2 separate regions of the Xenopus laevis genome follow, and region 1 is linked to region 2. A link is a contact called in public Hi-C data. All regions are on one chromosome and are shown on one strand. Each heading gives the region's core, a stretch centred on a gene start, on an enhancer-like site or on the middle of the called end of the contact. The rest is flanking DNA. Distances are from core to core; before and after follow the strand shown.

Region 1 (5,656 bases), core at 296-2,795, 73 kb before region 2:
GATCTGCCTGACCGTCTCCTTTAAGATCGCGCATTTGTCCGGTTTGACATTGAAATTGTCTATGTCGCTAAGATTGGCTGAAATGAGATCGGCCAACTCCTCTATGTACTTGCTCTCCTGCTCACGTCTCCTCTTCTCACCACTGCAGGTCAGACTATTGAAGAGAGCAATGGTCTTTACTGAATGTGATTTACAATGAGATAGAGAGATAGAGAGATAGAGAGATAGAGAGATAGAGAGATAGAGAGAGAGAGAGAGAGAGAGAGAGAGAGAGAGAGAGAGAGAGAGAGAGAGAGATAGAGATAGATAGAGATAGATAGAGATAGATATACATAAAATATAATACAGTACATGTGAGTGTAACAAGTCAATAATATAAACCACACTTGTGTAGTATTCATAACGGCAGAGACGAGACGATTTGGCGAAATTTAGTTGCCCGGCGACAAATCGCCTCTTCTTCAGGCTACTAATCTCCCCGAACTGCCTCCGACTGGCTAGAATCTAAATCGCAGACGGGATGACACTCGGATCGCTTTGTTTTCTGAGCTCACCAGAAGTTTCCTTGTGAGGCAAATTGTGGCAACTTGGGAAAAGTGTTCCGAGTGCCACCCCCCCCCCCCCCGGCGATTACGATTGTAGCCGGCAGGAAGGCAGTTCGGGGAGATTAGTCGCCCGAAGAAGAGGCACTCGGAAGGAAACTTCGGAAAACAAAGCAATCTGATTGCAATCCCGCCGGCGATTTAGATTCTAGAGGTCGGTGATGCAGTTCGGGGAGATTAGTCGCCCGAAGAAGAGGCGATTTGTCGCCGGGCAACTAAATCTCCCCGAATCTTCTCGTCTGTCTCTGCCCTAAAGGGGTTATCCACCTTTGAGTTAACCTTTAGTATGATGTAGAGAGACAATTTGCAATTGGTTTTCATTTTTTATTACTTGTGGTTTTTGAGTTATTTAGCTTTTTATTCGGCAGCTCTTCAGTTTGCAATTTCAGCGGATTGCTAGGGTCCAAATTACTCTAGCAACCATGCATTAATTAGAACAAGAGAATGGAATATGAATAGGATAGAAAGGGGAGTAATAAAAAGTAGCAATAACATACATTTGTAGCCTTACGGAGCATTTGTTTTTAGATGAAGTCAGTGACCCCCATTTGAAAGACGGAATGAGTTAGAAGAAAAAGGCATGGAAATCATGGTCTACCTGAATTTGCCCCAAACAGGCCTACAGGCTACCCTTAGAACAGGGGCACCAACCTGTAAATTGGGATATTTTTGAAGACACATTGGGCAATCGGAGTCCCACTCTTTCAATCTAACCAGCTGTTATCTCTATGTTTATTTCTACAAGAAGAAAAAGCCTGTATGTTTCTGAACTAGTGATGGCAAGAGAATAAGTAGAACAATATTGGAGCCATTCTACTCAGCAGGTTACTTCTATAGCTTGCCATGCCTCTTACCCAGGTCCGGGGGTATCACAGGAAGACGGCTTGCGCTTTCTTGTTTCAGACGCCAGCGGATCCAAGGAGTTTTCCCCTAATCCACTCATCGTGAAGACACATCAGCAGCTGGAACACAAACAAAAATTAGAGCCAATTAGAGAATTAAGCAAGTTGATCTGTCTGCAGGAAAGGCCCAGGTCAGTAAAATGGCCACTGAAGAACAAGTTTTAACCTCACATTGAACCTCTGAAGCCCGGACTATATCTATCTCTATCTCTATCTTTATATCTATTTCTATCTAAATAATCTTTATCTCTATCTAAATAATCTCTATAATCTCTAAATATCTATCTAAATAATGTCGCTCTCTCTCTCTCTATATATATTATAAGGCTTCTGTACGACTCTTCTACTGAATCCCCACTAGATGGCACTACTATGCCAATGCCAAAAATAGGAGGAAAAAAAAAAAAAAAAAAGGCTTATCAGATTCCTGTAATTACTCTTGCACTTACAAACACTCTTGAGGTCCTCCCCAAGGGTTAGTAGAGGGAGTATTTGAGATTTCTGCAAACTTACAAGTACCTTCTGCAGCAAGCTGACTGTCACAGAAAGCCTCGCTTGTTAATAAAGCCAGCATTGACAAATAAGCAGCCTGTAATAAACTGTCGGGTGCAGGGGTGTAACTACAGACGAAGCAGACCCTGTGGCTGCACGGGGGCCTGGGAGGTACAGGGGGCCCCACGAGACCCTAATTAATGAGCCATTTCAACATATATTGGTAAAACAAGACGACCTCTGGATTTGCTGGGGCCCCTAAAATGACTTTGCTGTGGGGCCCAGTAACATCTATTAACGCCACTGCTCGGTTGGTTTAGGGATATAAACTCTATCCAGTAACACAAAGAAATTGAAGGGAAACAAGCTTTGCAGTACCTGAAAGTGGGGAATGACATGGTTAATTGAGTATAGCATTGCAAAGTGTCATTATTTGAATTCTGGTTTAGTTTTAGCCCCGTTTTCTTCTTGCACAGGGAGTTTATTTCCAGCTGCTCCTGTCATTATCTTCTTCCTTCCTGTCATGTGATTCTCGATCCCTAAAGTGAATATGCAGCCAGGAGGGCTCTATTCAATAGCAGAATACAATTAAAGGGATTCTGTCCCGATTTTTATGGTGTAGTTTTTATTTCTAAATGACACTGTTTACACTGCAAATAATTCACTCTACAATATAAAATGTCATTCCTGAACCAACAAGTGTATTTAGTTGTAATATTGGTGTGTAGGTGCATCTCAGGTCATTTTGCCTGGTCATGTGCTTTCAGAAAGAGCCAGCACTTTAGGATGGAACTGCTTTATGGCAGTCTGTTGTTTCTCCTACTCACTGTAACTGAATGTGTCTCAGTGGGACCTGGATTTTACTATTGAGTGTTGTTCTTAGATCTACCAGGCAGCTGTTATATTGTGTTAGGGAGCTGCTATCTGGTTACCTTCCCATTGTTCTGTTAGGCTGCTGGGGGAGGAAAGGGAGGGGGTGATATCACTCCAAATTGCAGTACAGCAGTAAAGAGTGACTGAAGTTTATCAGAGCAAAAGACACATGACTGGGGCAGCTTGGAAACTGACAATATGTCTAGGTCCATGTCAGATTTCAAAATTAAATATTAAAAAAAAAAACTGTTTGCTCTTTTGAGATTTCAGTGCAGAATTCTGCTGGAGCAGCACTATTAACTGATGTGTTTTGAAAAGAAAAAAAAAAAGATTTCCCATTACAGTATCCCTTTAAGCTGTTACAATACCAAGGTGCCTCATAAACAGATATAACGTTTAATTGTAAATAAAACATGCTTTAACATAGCGACGTTACATTGTAGCATCCCGAAAACAGACATTGAGAGCTGATCAGTAACAGCCATGGAGGAGCAAAGTGAAGTTACTCCTATAGGTCTTCTTGAATAAAAGAGGGAGACGGAGCATTTGGAAAGCCATTGAGCTGCCTGCATTATGTTACAAACACAATTAAACAAATAAGCAGTAGGATCTGAAGTGGAGCACAGACTTAAAGTACATAGGTATATACGGATCCAGGATGTGCTTATGGGGCCACTGCACGACTGCTGCTAATGAGCCGATCACTGTAAGTCACACCATGGGTTATATCCAAAAAGCACTGCCCTAGAGTATTACCATATCCCCAGACAATATATCTTATAGGGGGGCTCCTTTCCTAGCAGATGTATTAGAGCTCACTCAAATAACTGATTACAGACCAGTGAAAAACTAACAAATTATCTGCCTTTTGCACAAATTCTGCATGTAGAGAGACATGATGTCTGGAGGCTTTAATAGAGTGAGCTCCAATACATTTTTTAGGCAAAAGGAGCCCCAATATAAGATATTCTGGATCATTCATTTGACACCCAACTGCTGCCTGAAGACAAAATGAAGAGAAACAGATGCTGAGAGAGGAATAGTGAAAATAAACTTGATTCTTTTAGAAACAATGCAAAATTTTTATTGATTGTATTGGGAAAGTTTCTTATTTCAGTATGATGAAGCTTATATTAAATTTTCATTTTTGCAATAGATCAGAGTGATTAATTGAGGTTCATGACAAGACTGCGACAGTCCCTGAACTAGCAGACCAGGAGAAAAGGTTGAACGTGATGGATGCTTTCTTTTTCAACCTCATCTACTAGGCAGGCCACCTGCTGCTTAAATCCTTGACTCTTTATAAATTTAAGATAATAATTAAGATCAACCTGTTTTACTGGATGTTTGTGGCGAAACCTAGGATAAGTGATAGTCTCGTAAAGCCACGATTGCCTTGTTAAAGGGCAATTTAGCCAATGACATAAGCTGCACATGAATTCAGATATCTCGAATATCTAGACATACCCACGTGTCCCCCGCTATATTACAGCAGGATGTGGCCAATGTCAAAAAAACAAAAAAAAAATTATGATTAGCATTCTCCTTAGATTTACGAGTCCTCTTTATGCTTATTGTGTAAATAGACTCAAGACTGGGCAACGTCTTACCCTGAACTCTATGTGGCAGAAAGCTAAACAACTGTCGGCTGGTACAAGGACGTTTCCGTTGACATCGTTCTACAACATAAAACAGTTTTATAGATAGTTAGAAAGGGAGTAGTAAATACAGCCGATTAAACATTTACATAAGATATAAAATAGATATAGATTACTTGGGTGGTCAAAATCAGCTGACTCAATTGGTTACCCCCTCCCCATCCAATAATCAAATCATACTATAGGTCCTGGAAATTGGAGCCAGTGTATGGTGAACTTTACTATAGGTAATGGCAAAAGTTTTATTCCAGTCTGTCATTCGAACTACTGCCTTGTTGCTAGGGTTTTTATAGTGAGCCTCATTTAAACGGAGCAGTTTTGCACTATCTTTTGGCCGAAAAGCACATTTACAGTAATGACAGACATGGAACAGTACCACTAGCACTGCGGATTATATTTGGGACTGAGAGCACAAATTTACACTTTTCTTCCCAAAATGAGAGAATCTTTAACGCATCTCATACTATTAACCCACTGCTGAATACAAATCTTAAAGGGGAAGTAAAGTCTTAAATAGAATAAGGCTAGAAATTCTGTATTTTGTATTCTAAACATAAACATGAACTTACTGCACCACAAGCCTAATCAAACAAATGATTTATGCTTTCAAAGTTGGCCACAGGGGGTCACCATCTTGTAATTTGTTATACATCTTTGCAAGACCAAGACTGTGCACATGCTCAGTGTGGTCTGGGCTGCTTAGGGATCGTCATAAATGATCAAAACAGCACAAGTCAAATAATATCTGCCAGAAGCCGATACACAAGACTGATTAATAATCAGAATATACAGACTGCACTGGGTCCTGTGTTGTCATGTAATCTAATGTGGATTTTATAGTTTTTGTATTGTTTTATACAAACTTTCTCCAACTCTGCAGAACCAGTGGCTGCAGCAAAATATTCCTCCAAATAGAATCCCAGTTTATCTGTTTAAATCTGGCTCCATGATCTTTGTCCCTGCAGCTGGAGTTGGAAACAGTAAAGGGGATGTAAAGGCAAAAATAAAATCCAATACAAATCTCTACACAGTCGCTGACTGCTCTACAGGGAAACAAACAAAGCTGCTTGAGTTCTGCATGGCTGGGAAGTAAGGCGGGGGCTCCCCCTGCTGTACATAAGTATGATTG
Region 2 (6,166 bases), core at 3,649-6,148:
TTTAAATTACAGGTATTGGACCTGTGACCCTGAAAACCTGGGGTTTTTCCAGATAAGGGATCTTTCCATAATTTGGATCTCCATACCCTATGTCTACTAAAAATAGGCTGGGTTTGCTTCCAATAAGGATTAATTATATCTTAGTTGGGATCAAATGCTAAGTATAGAGAAAAGGGCTATCATTTTTAGAAATGTAAATTATTTGAGTAAAAGGAATAGCCTTCTCGTAATTCAGAGCTTTCTGGATAACGGGTTTCCGGATAACAGATCCCATACCTGTATTACAGAGAGCAATTGTTTGTACCCCTAATTCAGAACAAGCTACTCCCCATTTAACATGGTACATTAGCAGATTGACAGTAAAAGCTTAACAAACGCAAAAAAATTAATCTTTAGTACAGGTAGGGGACCTGTTATCCAGAATGCTCGGGACATGGGGTTTTCCAGAGAACGGATCTTTCCGTTATTTGGATCTTCACACCTTAAGTCTACTAGAAAATCACTTCAACATTAAATAAACCCAATAGGCTGGTTTTGCTTCCAATAAGGATTTATTATATCTTAGTTGGGATCAAGTACAAGGTACTGTTAGGGCTCTTACACACGGGTGGTTTTCCCTGCGCTCTTACACACAGGAGGTTTTTCCTGCGTTTCCCTGCGTTGCTCTTTCTTCCGTTCAGCCGCAGGGGAGCGCAGGAGTAGACGCAGTCAATTATTGTGAAGGGAGCTGTACTCACACAGACGCATGCAATCGCCAAACGCAGGTTGGAACGCAGCATGTTGCATTTCACATGCGTTCGGCGCATACATGTGTCTGTGTGAGTAGAGCCCCTTCATAATAATTGACTGCGTTTACTCCTGCGTTTACTCCTGCGCGTTTACAATTGCCACTTTGAGCGCAAGCATTGGGGACAATGGTATATTACCCATTCATAAGCAACCAGAAGGCTAATTATATAGTGCATTTTCTATCAAGTGCATATTTATGCTGTTTCAGTGGATGAGGTGGTTTCAGCACAGATAACCGACCTGCAACCTGAAAAATCGTGAGTTGCGGGTTGTCTAATTTAACAATATTAAATGTGAAAGCAAACAATGCTCTGCTACTGCTTTATGATAAAATAGCTAAGAAATATGTACTTATATGTAGGGATGCACAGAATCCAGGATTCAGTTCTAGATTCAGCCAAATCTTTGTGCCTGGCTGAATTGAATCCTAATTGCCATGTAAATTAGGGGTGGGAATGGAAATCACGTGACTTTTCATCACAAAACAAGGAGGTAAAAAAAACATTTTCCCACTTTTTCCTTTCTTGACCCTAATTTGCATATAAAAATTAGGATTCGGATTCAGTTCGGTACGCGGCCGAATCTTTCACGAAGGATTCGGGTATTCGGCCGAATCCCAAATAGTGGATTCGGTACATCCCTACTTATATATAACTAAAAGAATTGGCAGGATGTATTTTTAGCATTAATTGTATTTATTGTGCTCATGTTGAATATATAGGTGTGTACTGCCCCTTTAATGCTGCAGTGATACCTTCATCTATTTCCGCTGCAATTTACAGGGTGCAATTAATTGTTCTGATGAAGTCAGTGTCGGTTTGTACCTCCTGTCTCACTTCTGATCTGTTCAGATGCCTCGCCTTGATGAGTCCTTTGGCAAGATGCTTGTCCTTAATGTAAAACACCAGTCATGAAGTCCCATACATAATAAACATGCATACCTTACATACATTCCAGTTGGCCCAGTTTCCATCTAATTATGCACCCTCCTCCAAGAGATTAAATTTGCCAAAAGTGGGTGGGGTTCAGTTGGACAACCAGCAGTTAATTTTGACAGTCTGCAAGCACCTGACATCAATTCGTGCCATACTAGTGAACAGGGTGCAATTACTGCTACTAATCAACTCATGTGACCTAAAAGTTTGCATTACAGGGGAAGTTAAAGGGATACTGTGATGGGAAAAACATTTTTTTTCAAAACTCATCAGTTAATAGTGCTGCTCCAGCAGAATTCTGCGCTGAAATCCATTTCTCAAAAGAGCAGACAAATTTTTTTTATATTTAATTTTGAAATCTGACATGGGGCTAGACATATTGTCAGTTTCCCAGCTGCCCCAAGTCATGAGACTTGTGCTCTGATAAACTTCAATCACTCTTTACTGCTGTACTGCAAGTTGGAGTGATATCACCCCCCTCCCTTTCCCTCTAGGAGCCTAAAAACAAAACAATGGGAAAGTTACCAGATAACAGCTCCCTTAAGATGGCCATACATGAAGGGACCCATTCGTATGGCGACATCCCCAAACGAGCGGATATGCCCACCAATGACAGGGCTATATCGGGGTAATCCAAACATTTGGCCCTAGGGCCAAACGATCGGATTACAATGAGGAGCAATGGGCTCCAACAGGTTGGTGGAAAATGAAACCTTCCCGATCAATATCGTGGCCAGCTATCGATCGGGAAGACCTGTTGGAAGCCCCCATACACGAGCAGATAAATTGCTGAATTGGTCTAAAGGACCGATATTGACAGCTTTATATGGCCACCTTTACACAAGGTAACAGCTGCCTGGTATATCTAAGAACAGCACACAATCGTAAAATCCTGGTCCCACTGAGACACATTCAGTTACATTGAGTAGGAGAAACAACAGCTTGCCAGAAAGCAGTTCCATCCTTAAGTGCTGGCACTTTCTGAAAGCACATGACCAGGCAAAATGACCTGAGATGGCGCCTACACCAATATTACAACTTGAAAAAAAAAATACACTTGCTGGTTCAGTAATAAAATTGTATATGGTAAGAGTGAATTACATAGTAACATAGTAAGTTAGGTTAAAAAAGACACACGTCAACACAAGTTCAACCTTTTAACTTTTTTTTTTAACCTGCCTAACCAGTTGATCCAGAGGAAGGCAAAAAAAACCCATCTGAAGCCTCTCCAATTTGCCTCAGAGGGGGAAAAAATTCCTTCCTGACTCCAAAATGGCAATGGGACCGGTACCTGGATCAACTTGTACTATGAGCTATCTCCCATATCCCTGTTTGCCCTCACTTGCTAAAAAGCAATCCAACCCCTTGCAGTGTAAACAGTGTAATATAGAAATAAAAAATACATCATAAAAATCATGACCGAATCCCTTTAATGCAACATAATCTGTCTTTATGACTTGGAATATTTTACCCAACAGATCTTCCGGGTTCACTAGGATTGGTCTGAAATAATGTGCTCAGTTTGTTTTGTTTCTACTTTCTGTTAATATTACAGATCCTTAGACCCTGACCTTAATACAATAAAATAATCATGTCGTCACTCTGCCACTTTTCCCTGGCCTTGATTTTTCAGCCCAGCTTGGCACCTTGAAAAGATAGTAGCAAGATGTACTTGGGCAAGCAGCAGCAGGAACACAAACTAAAGCTAAAGAAAACAGAATTTAAAGCAGTTATAATTCAAGTTCTAACTAGCCATTGTGAAGCGCAGGTGTATGCTCGGAGTGGGTGGGCAAGGCTGCCGGAAATGGTTTTATTTGATGCTGGTAAAGCAGACATTAGTAACTAGGGATGCTCCGAATCCACTATTTTGGATTCTTCCTGACCCCCGAATCCATACCTGTACTTAAAAAATACTTAAAACTGGATACATTTGTGTACATTGTAATATACTACACCCTAATAATTGACCTGCAAATGGGCCAGCAAGACCCTGAGAAAAAATCTGGTGTGTTTAGGGTTGTCACCTTTTCTGGAAAAAAATACTGTCCTTCCTATATATTTATCTTTTTTCCCTATTAATAACATTGAGATCAACCATCATTTTTACTGGCCAGGCTGATGATATACCGGCCTGCTGGCAACCCTAGGTGGGCCCCACTGGTCCAGACCTGCCCCCTGAATTAAGCCATTGCTGCTGCCTCTGACCTCCTTCCCTGGCCTCGGTCTCAGCCGTGTAAAGGGAAAGGTACACGCTGGGGGTAGAGTTGCCACCTTTTCAAAAACATTTTACCGCCCAGTGGTGGGGACGGGAACTAAAGGAGCGTCCGTGACACAAAAATGGGTGGAGCCATGGGGGAGTAGTGCCGCGAAAGGGGCAGGGAAACGCTGCGCGATGCCAAGAAAACTAAGAAAAGGTAAGTTCCACCGGCCAAGGGCATTTGTTAAGGGTATTACAAATTAGCGGCAACTACATTGCCAGTAAATATGTAATACCAGCTCCGGCCTTGGCACATATTTTACCGGCCGGGTGGCAAACCTAGCTGAGGGGGGGGGGTTGCAGTTGGGGGCCCAGCCCAAAGCTGCAGAGGGAGCAGACCCTGTGGCTGCAGGGGGGCCCAGGAGATATAGGGGGCCTCATGAGGTCCTATTTAATGAGCAATTTCAATATATATTGGTAAAACAGGACAACCTCTGGATATTTTGGGAGCCCTAAAATTAATTTGGTGTGGGGTCCAGGCAGGTCTGGACTAGGGTTGCCACCTGGCTGGTATTTTACCTGGTTGGTAAAAATGATGGTTGATCCCAATGTTTTTAGATAAATATATAGGAAGAACTATTTTTTCCAGAAAAGGTGGCAACCCTAGTCCGGACTGAGTATTAAAATAGGCCCATTTAGCTCACATAGAGGTCCAATCAGCCCCCACCAGCCCACTAAATACTGACTTTCTATGGCACCTTATAGCAGCCCCTCTGGCATTTGCCTCAACCCACAGATTGCCAGTCCGGGCCTGGGTCCAGTAACATCTGCTTATGCTACTGGCCTGCAGAATTGTGCTTAGTAAAGGGGAATAAGTAGGAATATGTACGCTGGAACAATGCTATGGCATTACTCTGTAGTGTACAGACCTGTTTGACTCCCCTTTGCTGTTTCACTACCCCCTCTTCTTGGGAGGAGATAAGGAAGCTCGAGATCAAGCATGCCTAAGAGACAATGGCAGCTTAGGTATGGCAAACATTGCAAGTGAAACCAGGATCACCATCACAGAAGCTAGAGGAAAACAAAGCATGAGATAATAATCTTGTATTTTCACAGCTATAACATTTCCACTGGACAAATATAGAAGGGAAATGAAATGACTAAAGTAAAACATTACACCAAAAAGCTAGATGGGGATCTACCAGTAAACCTTTAGCTGAAAATCCGTAGATCTCAAGACACTGTCAATAGTGATGAGCCAATCTGTCCGGTTTCGGCCAAAAATTTGTGGAACCTATAAAAAATTCAAAAAGTCAGTGGGTGTTTATACACGCAACTTATTTTACGCAGTAAAAGATGGGCGTTTTTTCTTATGGAGCCTTTTTTGTCCAGATGCATAAAAGTCAATGGGTGTTTTTTCGTATAGTGACTTTTTTGTCCAAATGCATAAAAGTCAATGGGAGGTTTTTTTTTATGGAGACTTTTTTTGTCCAAATGCATTAAAGTCAATGGGTGTTTTTTCTTAAAAGGAATACTGTCATGGGAAAAACCATTTTTTTCAAAATGAATCGGTAGTGCTGCTCCAGCAGAATTCTGCTGGAATCTGAAGCTGAAATCCATTTCTCAAAAGAGCAAACAGATTTTTTTATATTCAATTTTGAAATCTGACATGGGGCTAGACATATTGTCAATTTCCCAGCTGCCCCCAGTCATGTGACTTGTGCTTTGATAAACTTCAATCACTCTTTACTGCTGTACTGCAAGTTGGAGTGATAACACCCCCTCCCTTTTCCCCCCCCCAGCAGCCAAACAAAAGAACAATGGGAAGGTAACCAGATAACAGCTCCCTAACACAAGATAACAGCTGCCTGGTAGATCTGAGAACAGCACTCAATAGTAAAAACCCATGTCCCACTGAGATACATTCAGTTACATTGAGAAGGAAAAACAGCAGCCTGCCAGAAAGCATTTCTCTCCTAAAGTGCAGTCACATGACCAGGGACAGCTGGGAAATTGACAAAATGTCTAGTCCCATGTCAGATTTCAAAACAGAATATAAAAAAATCTGTTTTCTCTTGTGAGAAATGGATTTCAGTGCAGAATTCTGCTGGAGTAGCACTATTAACTGATGCGTTTTGCTGGTAAGGCAGACATTAGTAACTAGGGATGCTCTGAAAAACATGTTTTCAGATGACAAGATCCCTTTAAGGCAACTTTTTTGTCCAAATGCATTAAAGGAGAACTA

The links. Hi-C and Micro-C count contacts between places; a contact is called where the count stands out from the background.
Region 1: a contact with region 2 is called in a Hi-C map of the XL177 cell line, with 4 times the contacts expected there. The contact joins the promoter of ncoa3.S here to the enhancer-like site in region 2. A contact is called at or near these places in 2 of 4 Hi-C or Micro-C datasets (the XL177 cell line and the XTC cell line).

What each region holds. Positions count from the first base shown.
Region 1 is chr9_10S:8,635,583-8,641,238 of Xenopus_laevis_v10.1, reverse strand. ncoa3.S (nuclear receptor coactivator 3 S homeolog) reads right to left here and starts at 1,545. Exons shown (of 21, transcript NM_001088263.1): 1 at 1,457-1,545; 2 at 1-154. The coding sequence starts at 1,545.
Region 2 is chr9_10S:8,565,378-8,571,543 of Xenopus_laevis_v10.1, reverse strand. No RefSeq gene overlaps it. Among protein-coding and RNA genes, the nearest start is that of zmynd8.S, 18 kb to the right of the region's middle. Within about 2 kb of position 4,898, at least 2 of the 7 cell types and tissues checked have an H3K27ac peak or open chromatin away from gene starts, as enhancers often do.